4 separate regions of the Sus scrofa genome follow, and regions 1, 2 and 3 are each linked to region 4. A link is a contact called in public targeted proximity ligation data. All regions are on one chromosome and are shown on one strand. The core of a region is the stretch at or near the end of the contact, and the rest is flanking DNA. Distances in the headings are between cores, read along the strand shown. Region 1 has its middle 87 kb from the start of DPT. Region 2 overlaps NME7 (nucleoside diphosphate kinase 7). Region 3 has its middle 170 kb from the start of DPT. Region 4 has its middle 49 kb from the start of ATP1B1.

Region 1 (2,700 bases), core at 42-2,541, 220 kb before region 4:
GGAAAGTGGCAAGCCTCTAGAAACAGGAAGAGCAAAGAAATATAATACCCTCCTGAACCCCCTAAAAGTCAACACCTTGAGTTTAGCTCAGTGATACTCATTTTGGATTTCTATCCTCTAGATTTGTAAGAATATTTTTTTATTATTTTACACTGATAAGTTTGTGGTAGTTTGTTTCAGGAGCAGTAAGAAACTAATTCCCTCCTAATAGCAGTATAGCAGTAATAGCAGTATATATACACCTTTTCTTTTGCCCAGAAGTTTTTCCAGAGAAGAGAGAAAATAATCCTAACTTCTTGAAGTCTGGGAACCAGGCAGGGGTGTCTTACCCTTTCGTTTGCAAACTGTCCTCTAAGCACCACATTTTGTGTGGCATCACACACCTCCTTGGCTCCCAGGATGTTTGCAGTCAATCCTATTTTCAATTCCACCCTAAACTCTTTTTGACAAAAGTGGCTGGTATTTCTAATCCTGAGCCTCTATATAGTTTTATTGTATAAGTCAGTTTGCTTGCTGTTGGCTTTCCTCACTGCCACCCTAATTTGGAAGGTTTTACTAGCTTTGTTGCTTCAAATCACTTATCATCGTGAGTCCACTGTCATATGAAATTATGTAGATGTTATTAATCTTCTGCCATTGTCCTTACAGGTTTACAAATTATAACATTTTTACACGTATAAAATAAATAAACCATTTCACTGGGATTTCAGAAAGGAACAGAGACAAACAAGTCATTTCATTCATTATTCTTAACGGGAAATTTTTTTTAATCACTTTTAAAGTATTTTATAGATAGAAAACCAAGGCAATGGGTGGCTAAACACTTTCTTAGATTTTAAAATCAAGTCCTAATTGACTTCCTAGTCCATATTCACATGACTTCTCTGCCTGAAGCAGTTGGTATCTGAAAAGCCATTGGAGCTAAGTCTCCACAGTTGATCAATAGGAGCATCATGGGATCCTCACATGCATGGAGGCTGCACAGATTCCTTGACTTGTTCAAAATGCATTGTATCAAATTATCAGGCATAGAAATCTTGAATCTTAAATGTGGCTGCCCAGCTATGAACCATACTTTCCAACTCCTTCTCCCCCTTTCACCTAGGGGGTCCAAATGACTGGTTCGCATTAATGGAACATAAACAGAAGTGATGTGTGTTATCTCTAGGCAAAGGAGGTTAAGAAACATGTCGGCCTTCTCCACCCTCTCTCTTCTTCCCCTACTTGTCTGTGGGAGGCTGATGTGTAACTTTAGTGTGAACTGGAGGCAAAGTTTTATGGTAATACACCACTGGTAATTTTTAGCTTGTTTGTTACAGTATACTCTGTACTTATTACGCAAGGCAAAGCACAGACCTGGCATAGGGCAACATCTTTACAGAGGAAGGGATGACTTTTTGCTTCTCACAAAGTCTTCTTCTGCTAGCCAAGTTGTACAACTTTGAGTTGCATCTCCTCAAAGATGGGATATTTTGCCAATGAGCAAAAGTGATAGATATATGGGTTAGTGGTGGCTCTATAGGAATTAACCATTAGCTATGCTCCAAAAATTAGGAAGCTCAGTAAATATGGACAATAAGCCTGCATTAAGTCTTTGCCCTGTGGATGTACCATCCATAATTACAATAAATTGGATGGTTTAGAACAGCCCAGGGCAATGTTCAAGAAGTGAACTTGATCATTAGGCAAGTCAGTAATTTTTTAAAAAGGTTTAAAATCTTGGCTCTCAGTGTGAGAAAGTAGGTCTCTCTCCTTGTTTAAAAGCTAACTCTGATAAAACACATGAGAGACAGGAAATGAATCTGGTAACAAACCAAAAGCTAAATTTTCCAGCCTGATGAAATTTTTCCAGGAAAAGTACAGTGCCATGGGGAAATAGGGAATGGCTAGACAGAGAATTCAATTAGCCCTTTACAAACTGAGTTTACTTTTTAAGCAAAAATTTCTTTAATGCTCTTCCCCTTCTTATCCAAAAGTATGGCTGGATATGCTGCGAAAACACATTTTCATATGGTCCTTCATTTAGTTGTGAATCAATATCTTGGAAGCTCAATGGATACTCAGAAATCATTGCAAATTAGAGGAAGAATATGAAGAGAATGAGGAGGAAAGAACTAAAGAGAAGACAATGATTCCTAGATCCGCTTGCCCAAAGTTATTTTGAATGCCCTGCCTGAGAGGATAGATATATGGGGTCCTTGCAGGGGCTGAGTTCCCATTACTGAAAGCATCTAAGCAGTCCATTTTTCAAAGTTAATACTATTTGGGGTAGGAAGCTAGAGGAGATAATTGGTAAGGACTCTTCCAAACCTAAGACTCAATGGCAAAATGAAATGGTCACCAGCACACCTTTTATATCCAGAGGCCCAAATGGGCAGACTCTTTTTCCAAGTTCAGGGAAGTAAACCCATAGGAAGATGGTTAATGCCATATGGTATGGAGGATAGAGGACTTTCTGTTTAATATAGAATTTTCCTACTATAGGGCACAAACTGTTCTTTGATTTAAAGCAGTAATTACTTCTCTGGCTTGCCCATATTAGGTTGTCAGCCTTTGAGCTCTGTCATTGCTGTGCCATTGTCAGAATCAAATTACTAAAAAGGTCAGCATCATTCATATGTGGTTTGATAAGAGTGAAAATGCCCGACAGAAAGTCTATGAGCATCTAGACCCTTGAGTCTACAGCTTTGCCCTTATTTG
Region 2 (2,700 bases), core at 74-2,573, 160 kb after region 4:
AGGAGTTCAAAGGATGGCAAAAGTTACTCAAGGTTGGGGCAATTTGTGGTGTCTTAAAGGAAAAACAGTACATGAAAAAGAAGGAAAAAGTAAATATGGTATACTCAACCCTCCTCCGGATAAATTTACTCTCTAGCGGTTTTGTAACTATGATATAACTGGTGCTCTGAGGAATGAGTAGAGTCAGGAGAGAAATGGTTAGCAGTCATATGGTCTTGTCCAAACGTCCACAAGAATCTGCTTCTTAAGACATCTGTTCCACAGGAAAAGGTCCTTGAAATCTGGTTCTATCCAAAATGTTCAAGAGTGCATCTGGTTCACGCCAAATCATTTTGAAAGGGACAAATACCAAGGACATTTTGGCATGGCCCAAATGCCTTATGGATATTTTGGCCAGGACCGAATAGTCTTGCAAATATCAAGGACCTTTTGGTAGAGACCAAATGTCTACTGAATGTATTAGACAGGACAAAGAGAGAAAACAACTCATAGCAACTTGAAAATAGCATATCAGTTAGGCGGCAAAGCTTCAGAAGATAATGGAGCGAGGAATCTTGAGAGATAACATTGGCTAATTCTGAAATGTACAATCTTCTCTGAGAACAAGCTTTTTTAAAAATCCATATCATATATATTTTACTTTTTACATTAAATGTCTCAAATTTGGGTTTTACTTAGAGTATATGGAAACCTTGTCTTGAAGCATTACTGAAAGGATTTCATAGTAAAGTACAGAATTATATATATATATATATATATATATATATATATAGAATTATATATATATATTATGAGTTATTTATATTTTAATTAAGTGCTTTCAAAAAGATCATGCCTACACTTAGTACAGAGGAGCAATGATTATTGTTTTGCTATCTAATGTCACCAATCAAAAATCAATATTCAAAAGTGAATGGGTAATTAATTTTGTGCTACCCATTCACTTTTCTGCACTTTTTTTTAAGGGTCCCTGAAGTCCTTCTCTTTGGCCTTGCAAGTGCTAGGACAGTCTCCCTGAGATATAAATAAAATGCCTTTCTAACGACATCCTGAGAACACCATGGCTCAGTACAATTCATGCCAAGTGTAACTGATCCTGTGCTCAAACTTGGCACCGGTGTCAGTGGCTTTTACCAATAAGAGACTGGTAAGGTGGCAGGCTCTTAGGTGTCCAAAAATGGTAATTTCCCAGGGACTCAAGGTTTAATTTTTTTTTTTCTTTCCATCCTGACACAAAGCCTACTGTCTCTAAGTAATACCACTAGCAGCTGACATTTGAAACTGACAAGCAGCACATGTGCATTAGGAAGATAAGGCCTGGCACATGGTGCTGCGACCTCTTGGGATTTTGGAAAGCTAGCAGCTCCAGCTAGTGGCGATGCCCCATCTCCAGTGTGCACTGCTTTGGGAAAACTCTAGCCCTTCCTTCTGACTGTGATGTGGACATGTCTTATTGGAACATGGTTATTTTTGAAGAAAAACAAAACAAGTGATCTTCTCTATGAATGAAAAGAAAATGGAAAGAAAAAAGAGGTAAAATGTTAAGCTATGAGAGCTTAATGGAAACAGTATTATGTCATAGAAAACAGTTAATGCAGCCAAAGGGAGATAAAGGAATCAATACAAGAATATTTTTTGAAAAAAAAAAAGGAAAGGAAATGGCAGGGAAACAAGAGACTCAAAGGAAAAACTCTTCGTGGGAAACATTCAGAAAAAAAGTACTGGAAAAGGGTGAGGCCAAGGATGCCGATGTGAGGAAGGGGGAAATGGAAACCAGCTAAATGCCAAAATTACATAAAAGAAAGAAGAAAAAGTTCATGGTTCATAATGAAACAAAAAAAGATAGTTATCAAAATTTCCCAATCCCTGTGGGGACTAAGGTGGCACATATGGAGTAAAGGACAAGGGACAAGAAGCTGGGGGTGGGTATAGAGCAAAAGACACAAGACTTCACCGCAACAGAAGATGCTAGGGCCTGAGGAGCAAGAAAGCCAAAAACCTTCCTAAGAAAAAAAATTCAAAACACTGAGAAGAAAGTCAGGAAAAGTGCCAAGCCTAAAATAATACACAGGAAAGTGTCTTCAAAAAAGTTAAAAATTTTACAAATGATAGTTTCATGATGGGTTATGGAAATAATTGGAATGTCATAAAGCTAATTTTGAGATAGATGTTTAGAATGACACCACTCTCATATTTAAAATATCTATTGGTACCATTGTCACAGACAGAAACTATCCTGAAAGGGCCAGAGACTGACCCAGCAAGAGAATTATTCTCTTAGGTGCTTTGTGGACATTCAAAAAGTTTCTTGCGCCATATTCAATTATAATTTGGAGAAATGATGTTATTGAGATTTTGAATCATAAAAAAAAAATTTAAGATGGAACCAGGCAAAACAGAGTTCAAATCCTGACATTAATTTTTAATAGGGATATGTTCTTTGGGGGAAAAAAAATTAATGGATTTTTTTAAGTTTTAAAATAAGCCTCTCTGAGCCTTAATTTCATTTTTCGACTATAAAATGGGCACTAGAAAATTGACTGTGAAAGGAATCTAGGATAAAGCATATCCAGTTTCTGGATGAATGACTGGATACAGAGGCCATAATAAAAGTACACTAAATATGTATTTAAGCAATAGAAAATGGAAATGTAATTAATATTTTCCCTCCACTAACATTCATTTTTCAAAAAAAAAAAA
Region 3 (2,700 bases), core at 99-2,598, 140 kb before region 4:
CAATATCATGGGACAATAAGGACAGCAAGCCTACCAGCCCAGCAGGAACCCACAGAATCACAAGTCAACTTCTGGCTAAACTTCCTTCCTGAGGAAATATATATGCCAGGAAGCACAGCTCAGAAGTGGACCAGACAAAATCTGGATCCATGATGAGTTTTTGTCACAGCCTTGTCTTCTACATACAATTTCAGGGCTTGGCTTTTCCTGTATGACCACGAGAGGCTTTCAAAAGGAGATTCTGAATAAACTCTTAGTGTCTTTTGGCGTACTGACTTTAGTCAAGGATCATTTGTGTTTCCTGGGACCGGAAAGATTTGGGCCCCATGAGTAAACAACCTCTTGGATCACACACATAAATCATCTCAAAAGTACTTTACAATTTCCTAGCAGCTTACACTTGCTGTCCCTGCCAACTTGGGAAGATAGGATGTAGTTTCCTATCTTTGTGACGATTCTATAAATGCTGTTCCTGTTGAAAACAAGTAGCCAGAGGCAGAGAACAGTGACAACACAAGTTCTTCTTCTGCAACTGCAGGAAAATTTGAGAATTATATCCAGGTTCAGTGCAGAAGCAGCAGACCATGTATTCAAGACCCATTACACAAGTCATTTTTTAAAATTATGTTTAGGTATAGCTGATTTACAATGTTATAATTTCTGCCATACAACAAAGTGATTCTGTTATACACATACACATATCCATTCTTTTTCAGATTATTTTCCCATATAGGTTATTGGATAGAGTTTCCTGTGCTTCACAGCAGGTCCCCATTGTAAGCCATATTATATTTAATAAAAAACTGTTTTATTCATTTATGCTGTTCCATTTGTAATAGTAAAGTAAGGGCAGAAATTGTCAAGAAATAAAGGTCCAGAGGATACCACAGAGCACTCAAGAGCAAATTTGTAAGACTGTACTAGTAACTGTGTCTTCACCGATATGAGGTAAAAGGGAATTTAAAAAGTTATTGAAAATTTCCAAAGTAGAGAATTTCATTAGAAGAAGTAGAAGGAAAGTTATGAAACAGAGGAACTCAGACTTGAATACTGGTTGAGCCACTGAACTATGCAACTTTGGGCAAGTTAGTTCTTCTTTTGGAGTCTCAGTTTCCTTATTTTAGAAATGGAGATAAAAATATCTGCCTTCCAACACCATTTTGAGGTTAGAATTAATATGCAGAGAGATGTTAGACTGATGTCTGGACCATAGGAAGTTCAATCATTGAAAGCTTTCTAAATTGCTTTCCTCAATTTTCTACTTCTCCTTGTCTCTGTTACCATCCCAGACGACGCCATGTACCCTATATTCATGCTGCTGAGCCTAGTGGTGTTATTTTCGTAATTTCAACTATCTATGACAGTAGTGACTTGAATTGCATATTAGCCATATTTTTTTTACAGTCCATAGAATGAGTGAGCAAGAAAAAGTGAAGGAGCTAGAGGAGAAGAGAGTGGGAAAGCAAATGGGAGCAAGCAAAATTCAGATACAGAAACAGAAACTATATTTGATTATGTGCATTTGTCAGAAGCTCTGCCTATGCCTCAAGGCTCAGGGACATGTGCTGATCAGGAATATATGCGATGATCAGGAATAAATACAGCTGGAATGGCACTCAGATATCTGCTTTCTTCTGGCTTTCTCAATTATGCTGATTCTTTTTTTTTCACTCCCCACTCAAGCTCCAGATTTGAACCTCTTCATTTAAGATCCCAGCCTTTCAGTCTGTCCTAACCCTTCCTTCTTCCACAATCAGCTTGATGAACTTTGGTCCCTGGCTTCTGTGCTTTTGTTAAGCCCCAGTCCAGGATAGAGTGATTCTCCTGTGTTCTCTGGCTCCATCTGACCCCAGGGTTTCCTTTACAGTTTCCTCTCAATTGGGCTCATTTTGGTTTTCAAAATCTTCCCTTTCTACCCTTCCTCTCAAGGGTTCCTAAATCTAAGACTACCCCATGTAGTCCTTGGCCTCTATATTTCCTGGCTCTAGTTCTGTCCCCTGACTAGTTCATTTCCTCTCCATCTCCTTGAACTAGAAAGGTCAGGAAAATCTCTTGTTAGTGATGTTTTCAGACCACAAGGCTAAATCTACCCCCACCACAAGCCTGGCCAAATGTGAAACTTGAACTTGACACTATGTGGGCTATCTAGATATTAAGACCTGGGCTCTGGCCATCAAGGGGCTTGCCATATAATTGGCAGAGAACATAGACATATTGTGAATAAAGAAAACCGGCTATAAAAAAATTCCATAGTGAACATAGTAATATTATAGAATAGTGTTTATCTGTGAATGAAAACACCAGTAGTCAGCAAACAAATGATGGTCAAATGGACCATTTTTGTGATCACCCACTTTCAAAGTTATGTCAATATAATGAATAAAGTATGATTTACTAAAGTACAGTGTATAGGGAAGATAGAATCTGCTCAGCTAAGAATGACCAATCAGTGATTCCATATAGACAGACCTGCCTGATACAGACTGAATGATGCAGAATTTTAGGTATAATTGCAAGGATGTCATAAAAATCTCATTGGCAATCAATAAGTTGACAGTACTTTATTGTTTGTATATTTCAAGAATAGCAACTTTCTAAAGCACTGAAACAAATTAAGTTGTTAACATTTTGAATATGGCATTTTTTATGATGTAAAACAAGGTCTATTGATGAACAAAAGAAAGTCATTCAAATAATTGA
Region 4 (2,700 bases), core at 155-2,654:
TTCCGCAGCTTTCCCCCCCAATTCTAAGCTCTTCTGTAGATCAGGCCTCAGATAATGTCAACAATCTTCAGAGACAGAAAAAAGGAATGCCCCCACCTTATGTCCCTCCATCAGACAACCCCCATGTCTCAATGGCCAGAATCAACACAATCTGCCCAGGCTTAAAACAATTTTTACACAAGACAAGGCCACCACAGTTGGCCTAGACCAATGAAGTCTCACCCTCTGTGGTTAGGTAGAGCTCAGTGCCTAAAAAGGACATAACCTTTCAAAGGACACAACCAAAATCAGAGCTTGACGGTAAGGTAGAAAGAAGGAAACAAACCTTTGGCAGGCAACCAACAGTGTCTGCAACAGAGAAATTTGGTCCCTTGACCTCTCTAGGAAGGAAATGAGTAAAATTATCCTAATTTTAAGCTTTGGGAAATCAAACTATTATAAGACAAGGATCCTGCTTACTCAGAGCTACAATCTGGTTGAAGAGATAAAGACTTCCAAAAGTGTTAACTCATAATGACTTTACCATTATTATCTGTGTGGGATGAAGCAGTAGCAAAGCCCCACCAAAATCTTCTTGTATGCAAAATGCTAAAGTAGGCTTACCAACGCAAAGAAAAAAAATCTTGTCATGCATGCTGAGTCGTGCAGTTTAATGGTACACACAACCCGATTCCAGATAAATGTCAAGACTGGAACAGGGACACTTGGCCTCAGTTTTAGTCTTTGTTACAAAATTCACCAATGCCTTCCTTTGAAGGCTACTGTGTTTTTTTGTTTGTTTTTTTTTTTATGGTCAAAAAGTACAATTTACAACTTCACTGAAACACTTCTGGGGAGTTTATAAAGGTTTTTTTGGAAAAACTTGAAATCTTCTAATCCTTTTGAGAAGAAAAATAGTTTTACAAAGAGAAATAGGTCAAGAAACTGTTTGATCCTAAAGCCATGACTGCAAGCTTTCCTCTCAAAATTTATATCAGGTGGAACATTTGATATCAAGTTGCTCTTCCACTGATCACTCATTATTCATTCACTTGACTTTAGGTTGGCCAGTCACTCCTATCACACTCTCTGAAATCTGGCAGGACCACAGGTGCTGAAAGCTTAGGGCTCAATCTTGTGCTCTCAGAAGGGCCAAAAGAGAGTGAAGGCTCTGGGGGCCTCCCCGACTTCTCTACCTCCTTGGTCCCCAGAAGTCCTTCCCTTGGAGCCCTTCCTCTTCCTACAGCAGGCCTTCCTCAGCTGCTGGGAGCTCCACCCAGGATAAATGCAAACCAACCCTCGGATTCCTCAGCAATGAACAACCAACACTACTACATTATGAAATCTCTTTCTTCTCTGACTCTGCTTCTCTCCAGAGAGGGCTGGAGTATGCTCTGGCCTCTGACCATAGAAGCAAATTTCCTCTGGAACCGACTCGAAAAGAAGAAATGAGTCATGAGGCTGCAGAGATAAGCTACCCAGAAAACTCCCCTGAGGAAATGGCCAGGAGTTTTCAGAGGGAGGCCCACTAGCTACAGTGTGGCCATCCTTGCTGTACCTTGTCTAAGAGACGAGGTTCCTACCTGTCAGAAAGACTTGGCTAGAAACAGAGGGATGAGCTAAGTAAACTTTCAGGAGAGCTGGGTTTCAAATGTTCCTGCCAGAAGGATTATATGTCCCCAGGCAGGTGTCCTTCTCCTGTGGCCCATGGTATCAGCTGTGTGTGCTCTTTTTCAGGGAGAAGTAGAAATACCAATCCACAGTTAGGAACTGGGGATTAAGATGAAAGAAGAGGGGAAGTATCACATAGTCTTTAAAAATTAAGCGTCAACCAAGGTTAAAATTCTACTCCACCACTTACAAACTATATAGCTGAGTGTGTTCCTGTCTCTAGGCAAGCATCCACTTCTATCTAAAAATAGAATAATAGAAGCTGCCCCCCCACTCCAATCTGTTAGAGAATTAAATTAGGTAGTAAGGTTACCAGAATATCCAATATATAAGGAACAATTGCAGCAACAGCGTGGGTGGTTATTAATAAAAGGATGACCAAGCAGTGGAATACAGCATTATGAGACCTGACACAGGGCTTAGCTCTGCATTCCTGTGTGGTTGAGAGAAGGAAGCAGAGATGTCAGTGAGGAAGCTGGAAGCCAGATCAGAAGTCCCTCTGGGGTGGAGGAATGTAGGGAGGAGCTGGCATAAACAAAAACTAGAGATAGAGGAGGAGGTCGTGAAAAAACAATCTCGTAGTCCTGGAGTTTTCCTCCTTGTGAAGCAGAGCTAAGCACCTCAATAAAAGTGAGCTAATGCCTCTCCCTTTACAAGAAGTCATATTACTTCATCTTAGAAACAATCTGCTCCAGGAACTATTACACTGGGAATCACAACAACACCACCTCAGACACATCCAGGGCAGCAGCCCCAGGTACACAGCCCTGTTGCAGTGGGAGAGCCTGCTATCATAAAAAGTAGATTGAAAAATAGGAGCCCCTCTGAATTAGGTCAACAGCCAGGCCCAGAGTCACAGAGCTCTCCCAGCTGAGAGAGACTTTTCAGAAAGATGCTTGCTGGTCAGTCCAGAGTCACTAGTATGGTTGGTCACCCCTCAGACAAAAACTAGACTTAAGCAGGAGGATCCACTTTTATCTTGGGGAGTGCCAGAAAGGTCAAGAGAAAAGTGAAGGGCATTTTTCCTCCATCAACAAAAATATTCATAAA

The links.
Region 1: a contact with region 4 is called in a targeted proximity ligation map of skeletal muscle. A contact is called at or near these places in 2 of 2 datasets of targeted methods (alveolar macrophages and skeletal muscle).
Region 2: a contact with region 4 is called in a targeted proximity ligation map of skeletal muscle. A contact is called at or near these places in 1 of 47 Hi-C or Micro-C datasets (skeletal muscle) and 1 of 2 datasets of targeted methods (skeletal muscle).
Region 3: a contact with region 4 is called in a targeted proximity ligation map of alveolar macrophages, with 2.7 times the contacts expected there. A contact is called at or near these places in 6 of 47 Hi-C or Micro-C datasets (liver, psoas muscle and skeletal muscle) and 2 of 2 datasets of targeted methods (alveolar macrophages and skeletal muscle).

Annotation. Positions count from the first base shown.
Region 1 is chr4:82,199,757-82,202,456 of Sscrofa11.1, reverse strand. It overlaps the pseudogene LOC106510108. Among named protein-coding and RNA genes, the nearest start is that of DPT, 87 kb to the left of the region's middle.
Region 2 is chr4:81,823,169-81,825,868 of Sscrofa11.1, reverse strand. The region is part of intron 11 of NME7 (nucleoside diphosphate kinase 7); the gene reads right to left. Among named protein-coding and RNA genes, the nearest start is that of ATP1B1, 110 kb to the left of the region's middle.
Region 3 is chr4:82,120,314-82,123,013 of Sscrofa11.1, reverse strand. It overlaps the pseudogene LOC106510108. Among named protein-coding and RNA genes, the nearest start is that of DPT, 170 kb to the left of the region's middle.
Region 4 is chr4:81,984,350-81,987,049 of Sscrofa11.1, reverse strand. No RefSeq gene overlaps it. Among named protein-coding and RNA genes, the nearest start is that of ATP1B1, 49 kb to the right of the region's middle.